Linked DNA regions of Mus musculus: regions 2, 3 and 4 are each linked to region 1. A link is a contact called in public Micro-C and promoter capture Hi-C data. All regions are on one chromosome and are shown on one strand. Each heading gives the region's core, a stretch centred on a gene start, on an enhancer-like site or on the middle of the called end of the contact. The rest is flanking DNA. Distances are from core to core; before and after follow the strand shown.

Region 1 (2,700 bases), core at 50-2,549:
GATAAAATAAAAGTCTTTAATCATACGAGACACTGGTCTTTTGAAAGAGGTCATTTGAAGATATGTTGTGCACAATGATTGCCATGCCCCGGAGTCTCACAAACCTACCAGATACAATCGATTAAAATTCAAAACCCTATATTATTTTGTTTTGGATTTTTATTTGAAATTGCTTCAGTTACTCCCAATTGAAAAAGTAAATTATTGCCTTTTTTAAAGAGTAGACTAAGTACAATGATCAAGTTAGAAAAGAATAAATAAAAAATTCAAAATGAATAGAAAACTGTTTAATCATGACCTTGATACATATTTTCTATTTAAAAGCACACAAATGCCTAAGGCACACCTCCCACTAAATGACAATGTTCACAAACTCTAAACAGCAAAGTTACAGGTGTGCCTAGCTTAGTTGTGTCTGACGTAACAAATCTTTTTAATAAAATTTGCAGGAATGCTTTGTTAAAATAGCCCTCCCAAATCAACTACATAAAACCCTTTAGATAGAAAATAAGGCTAAATTATGTTACCATAAAATCACCAGCTAAAACATATTCCTTAGTTCTTAGTAACTATGGTAATAAGTGGTAGTTTATAGATGGTGGAAAGAATTATGCTAATCTTTCAATGACTCAGGGCTGGGGAAACACAACTACTTAGACCTGGGGAGAATTTAGCTAGTTTGAAAAATTAACCTAGTGGAACGAGAGAGGAGTCAGTTACAGACAAGATCCCTGAGTAAGCGTTCCAGAGTCGACATTTTCTCTCATTGTGTCTAAGTCTTACTCATTTTTCGTACTATCCTAACCACTAGCTTAAATGTTTTCTCATTCATAAGCACGATCAAAATGAGCTGAGTCTAAGAAGTCCTTTCTTGGAAGATCTTATGTACACCGCTTAAACCAGGACCCAATTTGGCCAAACCTTAAGGACATGACCTTCTAGGATCTGTCTCTGAAATCTCTGTAAAGTTAGGATATTCCTTTAGCAATGAATATGCTATCATGGGATTGTGTTAAAACCCCCTTAACTTTGACTCTGTCAGAATTTGTTAGTTGTAGAAATTCAAAATCCTCTTAAATCGGATAGTGTAAGAAAATTCTTGTTTATTTTTTTGGAAGAAAAATTATGAGTCTCCGTGACAGCCGGCAAAGCGTTCTAATCCAGATTTACCGCTAGAGGGAGACATAGTCCAGCATTTGCAACGTTTGCTGTCTTATACTTTTTTTTTTTTTTTTTTCTTTCTGCAGGAAGGTGGTTTGCTCTCAGCATCTGCAGCCACTGCTGACAGAATTGGGAGGGAGACAGAGGGAGTCAAAGCCTCCCGGTCCAGCCGTCCCATTTTACTGCTTAACTCAGCCTGGAGTGTCAGAACCCATCTTTGCCTGCCTTCTCTGTGCTTTGTACAGTGGGGCCAGTCGCTCCCAACGGCCAGCCCGCTGAGTGGAACAGGGGTCTAGGGTGGACTAGCAGGGCTCTGCCCGTTGGGGTGACTTTCGAACATTATCTTTAGTGTATTTTAACAGTACAGAGCTTGTGGTGGGACTCAGAGAGGGAGAAGCTTTGATTGCTTTTTAAAATTATTTTATTTTATTTTATTTTTTGGCTTTTTTTTTTTTTTTCTTCTGGTGATCTGGATTTGTTTCCTCGGGCCCCTCCCCTTGTTCCGTTCTTTCTCACTCCCGCCTTTGGCGAAGTGACACAGGCGACACCTGCTCGCTTGTGTCTGCTGCTGGAACTCGCACCTCCAAGGTGGTGAAGGTGCCGGCGCGCTCGTGACTTGGGGGGACAGCAGAGGGGTTCCCTCCCTTGGAGCACACGATGCGGAGAGTGGCGGCGGGTGGGATGCGAGGAGCTCTACCGGCTGCACTTGGAGGCGCGATCGAGGGGCTGCAGCTGGCCGGGAGTTGCTGCTAAGTGGACGCGACTCGACGGCGCCCAGGTGTCCGAGAGGGCACCCGCGGGACCCGAGTGCGAGCTGCGGGAACGCAGGCGTCTCCCGGGGAGGACGCCGGCCGAGCGCACAGCCCGCGAGCCTGCTCAGAACCGCTCCACACCGGGAGCCTGCAGACCTGGGAGAGCCGGGGAACTCGAGGAGTGTGCTCGGCGGCGGAGGCTGCTCTGCTGAAGGTGAATCACCGCGTCCAATTGCCTTTCCCTAGAGAACCCGGGGGAGGGCGGGAGAGGGGGAACGTGTGAGCGCGCGCGTTTGTGTGCAAGGGAGAGCCGACGCGGGGCGAGAGGAAAAGTCCTCGCTCGCCGCTCAAAGCAAACAAACCGGAGATGGAATAAGAGCGGCGGTGGCTGGAGCCCGCCTGGATCCTCGCAGTCGCGGGAGCCGAGCGCACCACCGCGCGCAGCGCATCGCCGGGGACAGCGGGCGACCGCGGGCGCCGCCGGGGGCTGCGGAGACTTTGGCTCTCCCCCTCGGTCGACGACCCTTCCGATTACTTTGACACTGTGGGATAAAGAGCAGAGCCCGGGGACCGACCTCGCGCGCTGCACCTTCCTTTTGCTTCGGGGAAGGGGGACCCCAGCTTGTAGGTGAAGACGCTGCCGAGCCCCCCTTTAGCCTTCGGAGGAGGCAGCACTCACACTCGCTCGCCCTCTGCGAACACACACCGGCGGACTTGAGGTCCCTATGCCCCTGGATGGTGCCAGCGGACCGGCATCTCGGAAGCGATGCAGGAGCGGTGAGGCTGG
Region 2 (2,700 bases), core at 143-2,642, 3.1 Mb after region 1:
AAGCCCTGACATTTTTGGCTAGCTTCCTCTTCGTTAGTAGTAGTTCTAGACTCCTGTTGATTTTAATCAGGTCTTGGACTCATAGGGCTCACAGAGCTATCACCCACTTTGGTAGATGTGTGGTTTTTATTATAGTGGAAATTTCTTAACATAGAATTTCCTCTTACGAGCTCTTTCTTACTCCACATAAATGTGTCTTTATCTAAAGCCTTGGAGAATACAAAAGCATTGGCTTTACTGTGGATGATCTCTAAGATGCCCCCCCCCCCCCCATCTCTCAACCCCTCTCTCTTCTCAGCCCATTTGTCAACCCTGTAATTGTACCCGGTCAGCCACCCTTGCCAGATTCCCCAATCTTTCTTTTACCACTCACCATGGCTCCAGCTCTCTGCTCTGCTAATCTCCCTGATGCTCAACGGCAGGCCCCATCCTTCATCTTCCCAGAATCTTCTTTGATTTGCCGCTCTTCCAATTCTGAGAGGCATTGGCTCAATACTACCAGTCACCCCCTTTCCTACCTCCTTCAGCGCCCAGACGTCAAGATGTGTTTTTCTTAAACCCTTCTGATGCCTTGTGGACTGTTAGTTAGACCGTTGTCTTTTCTTTCCCCAGTTTCTTTGTCTTTAAACTTCAATTTTATTTCCAGTGTACCTCTTACTTAGTCCATAAATTGCTTTGACTGTCTATTTTCTGCCGGATCTTGCTTATAAAATTTTTTGTACAAGCTATATCAACAGTGAAGTCCCAGGAATCATTTTAGATATATCTGTGCACAGGGTAGAGGTTGGAGGAGGGGGGTTACTCTTCTCGCATCTACAGTCGGTATTGTGACCCAAGGCAACATGACATAGAGACATGTGGGAGACACTGTGCAGTCTATCTTCTTGCCACCAAAAGAATGGGAAACTGGAGGCAGGAAGCAGGAGAGAGAAATTTTGCCTGAAATGACGGAGAAACCCACACAGTTTCAGAATCCTCATCACCCTACACTATCAAGTAACCCCGATCTAAGGTCAAACAGGAAAACAAGTTACAATAATAATATTAATAATAATAATAAAATAGAATCAGACTATTGCCAAATTGAAAGTTGCAAGTTACCTAGATGACTCATGGTTTTGGTTGCTGTGTAAATTCTAATCATCCTGGCCTTTTGAGCAGAGTAGGGGATTTTATTTATTTTTGAATAGCAGGAAGGAAAGCAGCAGAATAAAGAAAAACACAAGAAGAAAGAAATCTAGTTATGGGCTTTCCGGGACATCTTTCCTGGGTAGGGCAGGTTTGTGATCCTCAGTTTATAGATTTACTTTTTTTTTCCCCCTAAGCAGGCTGGGCCACAGCTAAGCTAAATGGCTTTGACAATTCAAGCGGAGGGTTTAGCCCTAATTCTCCACCCCACTCCCTCCATATAAGGCCAATGCTGAAATTCAAAAAAAAAGGAAAAAATAAAACAGAAGCCAGCTCCAGCTCCACCAGAAGGACAATTTGGGGTATATGAAGGAGCAGTTTGTATTTCTGCTGAGTTCAGAAAAGATTCATTTAGATGCGGCTATGAAATTGAGTAGGTAGCCAGGAACTTAGTGAAATTGCTGGCCTGAGGGCAGAGCATGCTCCGGGCAGCGCCTGCCCTTCACGTAGCGCATGCGCAGTCTGGGCCGAGGCCGGCGGCTCGTGCGGTGCTTCACTGCCACCTACAGGAACTGTGGCCGCCGAGCCAGCGTCCTGGGTCAGGCCAGCCACCCTCTAACAACTTGCTGTGTGTGCTTTCTTACTGGAAGACTGTAGTTAATTTTTCATCAAGAGTAATTACTGTGTGAAAAGTCCAGGTCACTGTTTAATTAACTCCAACGATAAATGAACTGGATAACCTTAAGGGCTTCGTTTCCTTGCTGCAGGAAATTTGCTTTTAACTCCCCCCACCCTCAAGGTTCCTTTTTTAAAAATGAATTAATAAATGCCTAAATCATTAAATCATGCACTATACTATTATTTGCTTTCCATGCACAATTATACAAAAGAGAACGGTTGTCTGACAGCAGAAAGTTTTCCCTAAGTTATTCCCTCCCCCACCCCACCCCCCACAAGGACACTCAGAACTGCATAAATAGAATTCCCTTAACTTGAAGCACGTGTGTGTATCTCGCGGTTGAAATATGATTAGAGGTCCCTATCTCCACAGAAAAGGTTATTACAAGGTATTTTGCATAGAGCTGATTCCCAAGTGATGTCCCCCAAGCAGGAGACATTTAAAGAAGACGATCTTACAAAAGTGTTCTCTGTGTGTTTTCACACTGTTTCTCCGTTAGATGTAGCAGGATACATTTTTGGGTGGGGCTAAGATATCCAGTGAGCCCTGAGAAGTTCAGTACCGAGCCATTTGGTAACCCCCGTGGTGTTTTGGTGGCCGACTTAGCCACTATAGCAAGCCTGAACACGGAGTTTACTAGATCAGACACAACAGTATACGAAACCATTTCCCAACCTCTCCTTTTCTTTCTCTCTGCACAAACAAATCCTTCAAAGACAGTGATTCTAAAACATTTCAAAGGATTCAGAGGGCACAGAAAAGTCGAGCCTGCTTTTCTGGGCTTTCCAGTTCATCAGCCACAGCAGTAATGCTGACTTATTGAAAATCATATGAAAATCGGAGAGATAATTAGAGCTCGTTTCTACTTGGAGCAACAGCCTGAAATTTCCATT
Region 3 (2,700 bases), core at 61-2,560, 3.3 Mb after region 1:
GAACAAGGAAGATGGATTGCACTGGCTGCTCTGGGATTTTCCATATTCACTTTGATGCTTGACTCATCCAGAAACCAAAAATTAGACACGTCTGATAGTCATTCCTCAGTTTGGGTTTGGACCCATTCTCTAGCAGAAGCCCAGCCAAATGCCGCATACTGTTTTAGTCAAGGACAGATGACATATACAATGCTGGTCCATAAGACTGCACACAGCATCAAGAGACATCACAGCCATCATCGTTTCTGTAAGCACATCCCATGGCATTTGTTCAGGGCCTCTGCCTAAGGAAGCGTTCCTCAGAAAGCAACCCCACTGTTACACAATAGGTGGCTGTATCTCTAACCTGCATCAACTGGCATCTTTGGCACTGGCAATTGGTGATACTTCCCAGTACCTTCAAAGATGGAACATTGCTCAGCTTATCCTGCTGGGATCTGGCTTCGTTACATGCTTCCAAGCACGTGAGTCATCCAAATGAGGCGGCTAGTCCCTGTCTTTTGCAGTCTGCATGGTTGAGTGGACGCTAATGCTTCCCATCTCTGGCCCTGTGTTTGCCTTTAGAACATATGCTTGCCCTTCCCCCAAGGCACGGAAGAATTTGTCCTGCTTGAGGAGACTCAGATCCTGTTTTCCCGAACGCAGTCCCCGTAACTGGACAGATCAGATAATTTAGTAGTCGTATGCCTCACCAAGAGGAATGGGAATTTGCAACTCTCTAAAGCTCCGTGGATAATTGGGAGACTTACCTGGGTCTAGGAACCCCAATGCAGAGGACAGGATCATATGTGTTGGTTGGGCCAAGTGTAAGTCTTTGTCTATTATGGGGTGATTTGAGCAAATAGTCTGAGCACCCCCTATTCTCTTAAACAAAAGAGGGTTGCCTAATGTGTCTTGGTGTGACAAGGAGTGACAGAAACGATAAGCTGGGTGACAAATATTGATCAGTAATAATCCCCATTTGATAGTAACAAGCCTCGATTGGAAAGACCTCAAAGATGAGGCTGTGGTCCAACCGCAGATTAGTTTTCAGGTGCTTAATTAATGTCTCTGCAAATTCATCCTTGAATTCAATAATTCCCAATCCATACCTAATACAGCCATAACTATCCCTTGTGAAAGCAAATACAATCATTCCATTTAAAGAGAAGTCAAGACTCTTAGAAAGGCATTCAGTCCTCAAGCCATTCATTTGTCTATGGGAAAGGGGAGTGCCAGATTTCTTGCTATCAATCCTTCTTTAATATGGAGCTCATGACTTCCAGCTGTTAGGCACATAATTTCTCTCTGTATTCATTCCTAGGCTTTTCCCTCATCTCTAAATCCTTCCCATATGTTAGTCAGGAGCCCCTGGCCTCCAGGGCACAGAGGTCCAGAGCCTCCCCATGTCTGCGGGCTAAAGTGATGCATAAACCTGTGTGCCTGTCCCAAAGCACCCAGATGAGAAGTTGCTGTCTGTCTGTTTGTCTGTCTGCCCTGCAGGCTGCAGCCACCACCTGCTCCTTATTTTTCTGAAGTATTCTTCAATTCACCGTGTTTAAAAGAAGAAGGGGGGGAAAAAGGCTTGGTGGATTTTTTTGGTTTTTGTTTTTTGTTTTAAAGGCTGAAACCACTTCTGGGCTGTCTACATTTTGGCTTTTGTTTATGAAGGCTCTGCAGTGTCCTTGCCAAGGGAAGGAAAAGGAAAAATATGCTGCAGTTTAACCTTTTACAGGCAAGGTCTCTTTACCCATGTGAGGAAGCATGACGGTGATTCATAGGGGAAGCTATGATTCCTAAGAGACAGAGCAGTGCCGGAGAATACAAACGCTCTCACCAATAAAAGGCTGTAATTTTAAAACAAGGAATATTTGTTTAAAATTAAATGCACCAAATACAGCTTCTAAAGTAAGGAGCTTCGGCTGGCTTCACAGTGGACTTGAGGTCAGGAATGTAAGGACTGTTGAATTTTGCAGTCAGACTGTGCCTCTCCCCAGCGTAGTTTTCAGGCATTGTTCAGCTGTGTCTTCAACCTCCCCAATTAAAGGCAACCCTTGTTAAGAATAATACTTCCTTCTGCAGAAACCCCTACTCTCTAGTTCCTGGCATAATGTCTGCTAAATCCTGGGGCTTGGGGCTAAAGTCTCCTCCCTCTCCCCCTCCCCCTCCCCTCCCCCTCCCCTCCCCCTCTCTGTCTCTCTGTCTGTTTGTGTCTCTGTCTGTCGATGTCTCTGTCTGTCTCTCCCTCCCTCTCTCCCTCCCTCCCTCCCTCCCTCCCTCCCCCACTCCTGCTACCTAAGCTATGCCCTGACAAAGTATTTGCACCCACATTTTGGTTTTGGCTCTTCTTTCTAAGGAACCAAACATTCAAAACAAAATGTATGTGAATAGATCAGAAACAAGAAACATTGAACACGCTGTGACCTGCTGCATGAACAGTGAAAATGGTCTAACCTGCTGCATGAACAGTGAAAATGGTATAACCTGCTGCATGAACAGTGAAAAATGGTCTAACCTGCTGCATGAACAGTGCACATGGTCTGGTCTGCTGCATGAAACGCCAGGACAAGATTTTCTTCAAGAATCTGCAACATACCTTATGAAGGATGGAATAGATCTTTGCTCCAGTTGAATTAAACTCAGCCCATATATGAAAGTCACACTGAAAACTTATCATTAATGTTGAGCTAGGAGAATAACGAAAAAGTATCACTAACTGCT
Region 4 (2,700 bases), core at 189-2,688, 3.6 Mb after region 1:
GTTGGAATCAGATGACCTGAATTCAAGATGACTTCTGTGTAACTTTTGTTTCAGGTTGCTTTGCTTGTGGCCCTGTGTATCAGACCTAGGGCTTCACGCATAATATGTGAGTTTTCTATCATTGACCCACATCGTAGCCACAAGCTTTTCTACTCGGCCTCTTCATACCCAGAAAAAATGATCCTGAGACTTATTTATGAATAAACACCTCTGCCATAAGCATTGGCGCATTCCCAACTAGCTCATAACTTACATAACCCGTTTATTCTATTCTATGTCTGCCACCACACGGCTGGTCACCTCGCCTCAGTTTCATGCATCCAACTTCCTCAAAGTTCAGGACGAATGCTCTTCTCTTGACTCTTTCCCAGAATTCCTTCTCTCTCTGCCAGAAGTCCCACCTTCTATTTCCTGCCTGAGCTAATAGGCCATCAGCAGGAGATGCTGCCACATAATGCATAAGCCATTCTCTCTACACCACATTTGGTATGGTTTCTTTTAACTTCTATTATTTTTAATTATGTGTCTGTGAGGAGGCTTTGGCCAGTCCGGAAGCTCGCGGTACACGAAGTTTTGCGCCCCCTAGAGGAGGGTGCTGAGAACTCCGCTCCGTGCTCGCATTTGTTCTTTTCTAACCCGCATTTGTTCTTTTTAAAGACTCACTTGGCCCACTTCACAGTTCGGATTAGGCAGGATTTCAGAGTCAACGTCTCCTCCTCCTACTGCTCCTCCTCCTCATTTTTAAATATGGTTTTTCATTTTCTCCCGGGGAGGAATGTTCAGGAACAATATGTACGCATCTGACCCAAAGGGGGGGGGGGGGGGGAGGGAGTAACTTGGATGTATACATTTCACTAAAAAAAAAAAAAAAAAAAAAATTAGCCAATGCTTAGTGCACTAAAAGATACCTCCGGTGACAAAAGGGCGCAATTCCGCATATTTAACCTAAGAGTCTGCAAATGGTTCTAAAGACTTCCAAATCTCCTCCCTAGGATAGTTTATTTCTCTCTGGTAGCATGGAGGCCACCAGAACAGGGGAGGAGGGGAGATAATTGGGCAGTGGCATAACTCCTTTCTCAGCTGGCAACCTTTTAAAGCCTATTAAATCTAACCGGCAGTTGGCCTCTCCGTACCTCCTCCGGCTGATGTCTGCTGCAGACTCCCCAGCCTGTTTTGACCGGCTCTTAGAAAGAAAAGCAAAAAACTGTCGGTGGCCTGCATCAGGCAGGGAAACACCCCCACAAAACTGCAAGAGCAGAAATGGATAGACTGTTAATAGCACGGACATATCCCAGGGTCTGTGCTTCTGCCTAATGGGACTTCTTGTCTTCAGATTAGTCCACAATGGGGAAGTTGTTCATCCTAAGAGAGATTCAAATAAGAGAGTTCTTCTGTTTGAACAGCAGGCAAGTAAATAGAATGCAATCTGCAGCCTGCACACAGCTCCAGGCTGAGAGAGGCAGAGCTCAGGCACTGAGCAAGCCAGCTACCAATTCCCTACTTCTCGAGGGTTAGCAACAGGCTCTTTGCAGAACCGTTTTGGAGGAAACAAATCACCGTAGCAACACTGAAATGAAAATTTGGTATTTAAAACACGGAGTCTCAACTCTAGCTGCACATTAGGAGCACTTGTGGAGATTTTTAAGAAGAGATGACTGGGTCCCACCCTCAGGGACTTTGTTGTGTTCTGGGGTTTTTTGTTGTTGTTTTGTTTTTTTTTTTTAGCTCCAACAGGGAATCTGATGCTACAGAGACCGGAAAAGGCTGGTGTGGGACATGGAGAAAGTTCATAAACAGAGACTTGAAAGCAGGACTCCACAGAACAAACTTCACAGGTAAAGGGCTGCTGACCCATAAAGAAGGCTCTGTGATAGCTTCATACTGAGGAATATGGTTTCCATATCAAGACCCTGGGCTATAAACAGTTTGTGATATATTTTTATGTAATTGTTAATTGTTTAATATAGCATTCCAGTTGAGCCAAAGTCAGCATAGCTCAGAATACAAGCTATCATCGACCATGCTCTTCGCCGCAAAGAGACACCGTGCTCCTGGAAACTCATAGAGGGAACTATTTAGCCGAGACTAGCCTACAGTTTCAGAGGTTTAGCCCACTGTTTTCGAGACAGGAAGCCTGGCAGCATGCAGGCGGACACAGTGCTAGAGAGGTAGCTGAGAGTTCTACATCAGGAACAGCAAGCAGCAGGAATGTGATGCCCCCTTCTTCCCCAGGGCTGTTGCCCACCAGCCAGCAAGCACGAAGGAAGCAGAAGTGGGGTGGGGGTGGGGTAGGGCTCGAACAGCTGGGACTGACTTCCAGGATCAACTTCAATGAGACAGTTCCACTTTATTGGGGATGAACAAGGTTTATATAGATCTTGAGGAGTGGGTAGGTAGGGTGGGAATACTTCTTTTGCATGAAGAAGAATTCCAAGAACCTGCCAGGCATGTTCAGGTTCAATGGAAGTGGGGAAGGGGGAGTGTTTAACCTATAATCTGGCCATAGACTATGTGACTGTGCTCAGAGGTTTTGGGGGGGGGGGGGTTACAGGTGGGAAGTGCTGTACCTCGTTATCATTCACAGTAAGGGCTGAGCAGGACCTCGGAGCTGAATGGAGTAGCATTTACAGGAAGCTCTGTGCAGGGTCATCCTCCAGATAAGGTAGGGCACCTGTGCCTAGAGACAGTCTCTAGATAAGA

Evidence for each region. Promoter capture Hi-C pulls out the DNA fragments that hold promoters and counts their contacts. A called contact is a pair of places that touch in the nucleus more often than the background predicts.
Region 2: a promoter capture Hi-C map of hippocampal neurons shows a contact between it and region 1, with 6 times the contacts expected there. The contact joins the enhancer-like site here to the promoter of Tafa2 in region 1. A contact is called at or near these places in 8 of 39 promoter capture datasets (the 3T3-L1 cell line, cranial neural crest, frontonasal cranial neural crest and 5 more), 27 of 484 Hi-C or Micro-C datasets (MC3T3-E1-derived osteoblasts, adipose-derived mesenchymal stem cells, cardiomyocytes and 19 more), 2 of 115 datasets of contacts at active chromatin or transcription factors (astrocytes and embryonic forebrain) and 1 of 9 other capture datasets (pancreatic islet).
Region 3: a Micro-C map of palatal mesenchyme shows a contact between it and region 1, with 3 times the contacts expected there. The contact joins the enhancer-like site here to the promoter of Tafa2 in region 1. A contact is called at or near these places in 5 of 39 promoter capture datasets (cranial neural crest, frontonasal cranial neural crest, maxillary cranial neural crest and 2 more), 71 of 484 Hi-C or Micro-C datasets (the 3T3-L1 cell line, the AML12 cell line, the AtT-20 cell line and 47 more), 4 of 115 datasets of contacts at active chromatin or transcription factors (astrocytes, embryonic basal ganglia, embryonic forebrain and 1 more) and 2 of 9 other capture datasets (adipose tissue and liver).
Region 4: a promoter capture Hi-C map of hippocampal neurons shows a contact between it and region 1, with 4 times the contacts expected there. The contact joins the enhancer-like site here to the promoter of Tafa2 in region 1. A contact is called at or near these places in 9 of 39 promoter capture datasets (the 3T3-L1 cell line, the C10 cell line, cranial neural crest and 6 more), 5 of 484 Hi-C or Micro-C datasets (the G1E-ER4 cell line, peritoneal macrophages, uterus and 2 more) and 1 of 115 datasets of contacts at active chromatin or transcription factors (embryonic forebrain).

Annotation. Positions count from the first base shown.
Region 1 is chr10:123,262,777-123,265,476 of GRCm38.p6, forward strand. It overlaps Tafa2 (TAFA chemokine like family member 2), which reads left to right and starts at 1,300. Exons shown (of 5, transcript NM_001252387.1): 1 at 1,300-2,700.
Region 2 is chr10:126,329,094-126,331,793 of GRCm38.p6, forward strand. No RefSeq gene overlaps it. Among named protein-coding and RNA genes, the nearest start is that of 1700025K04Rik, 42 kb to the right of the region's middle. Within about 2 kb of position 1,393, at least 31 of the 459 cell types and tissues checked have an H3K27ac peak or open chromatin away from gene starts, as enhancers often do. A contact at or near this core is called in cerebral cortex, embryonic fibroblasts, hippocampal neurons and 1 more, where this site is marked.
Region 3 is chr10:126,520,716-126,523,415 of GRCm38.p6, forward strand. No RefSeq gene overlaps it. Among named protein-coding and RNA genes, the nearest start is that of Gm40797, 140 kb to the right of the region's middle. Within about 2 kb of position 1,311, at least 24 of the 459 cell types and tissues checked have an H3K27ac peak or open chromatin away from gene starts, as enhancers often do. A contact at or near this core is called in cerebellum, embryonic fibroblasts, palatal mesenchyme and 2 more, where this site is marked.
Region 4 is chr10:126,844,308-126,847,007 of GRCm38.p6, forward strand. No RefSeq gene overlaps it. Among named protein-coding and RNA genes, the nearest start is that of Gm24179, 5.2 kb to the left of the region's middle. Within about 2 kb of position 1,439, at least 99 of the 459 cell types and tissues checked have an H3K27ac peak or open chromatin away from gene starts, as enhancers often do. A contact at or near this core is called in embryonic forebrain, hippocampal neurons, second pharyngeal arch cranial neural crest and 2 more, where this site is marked.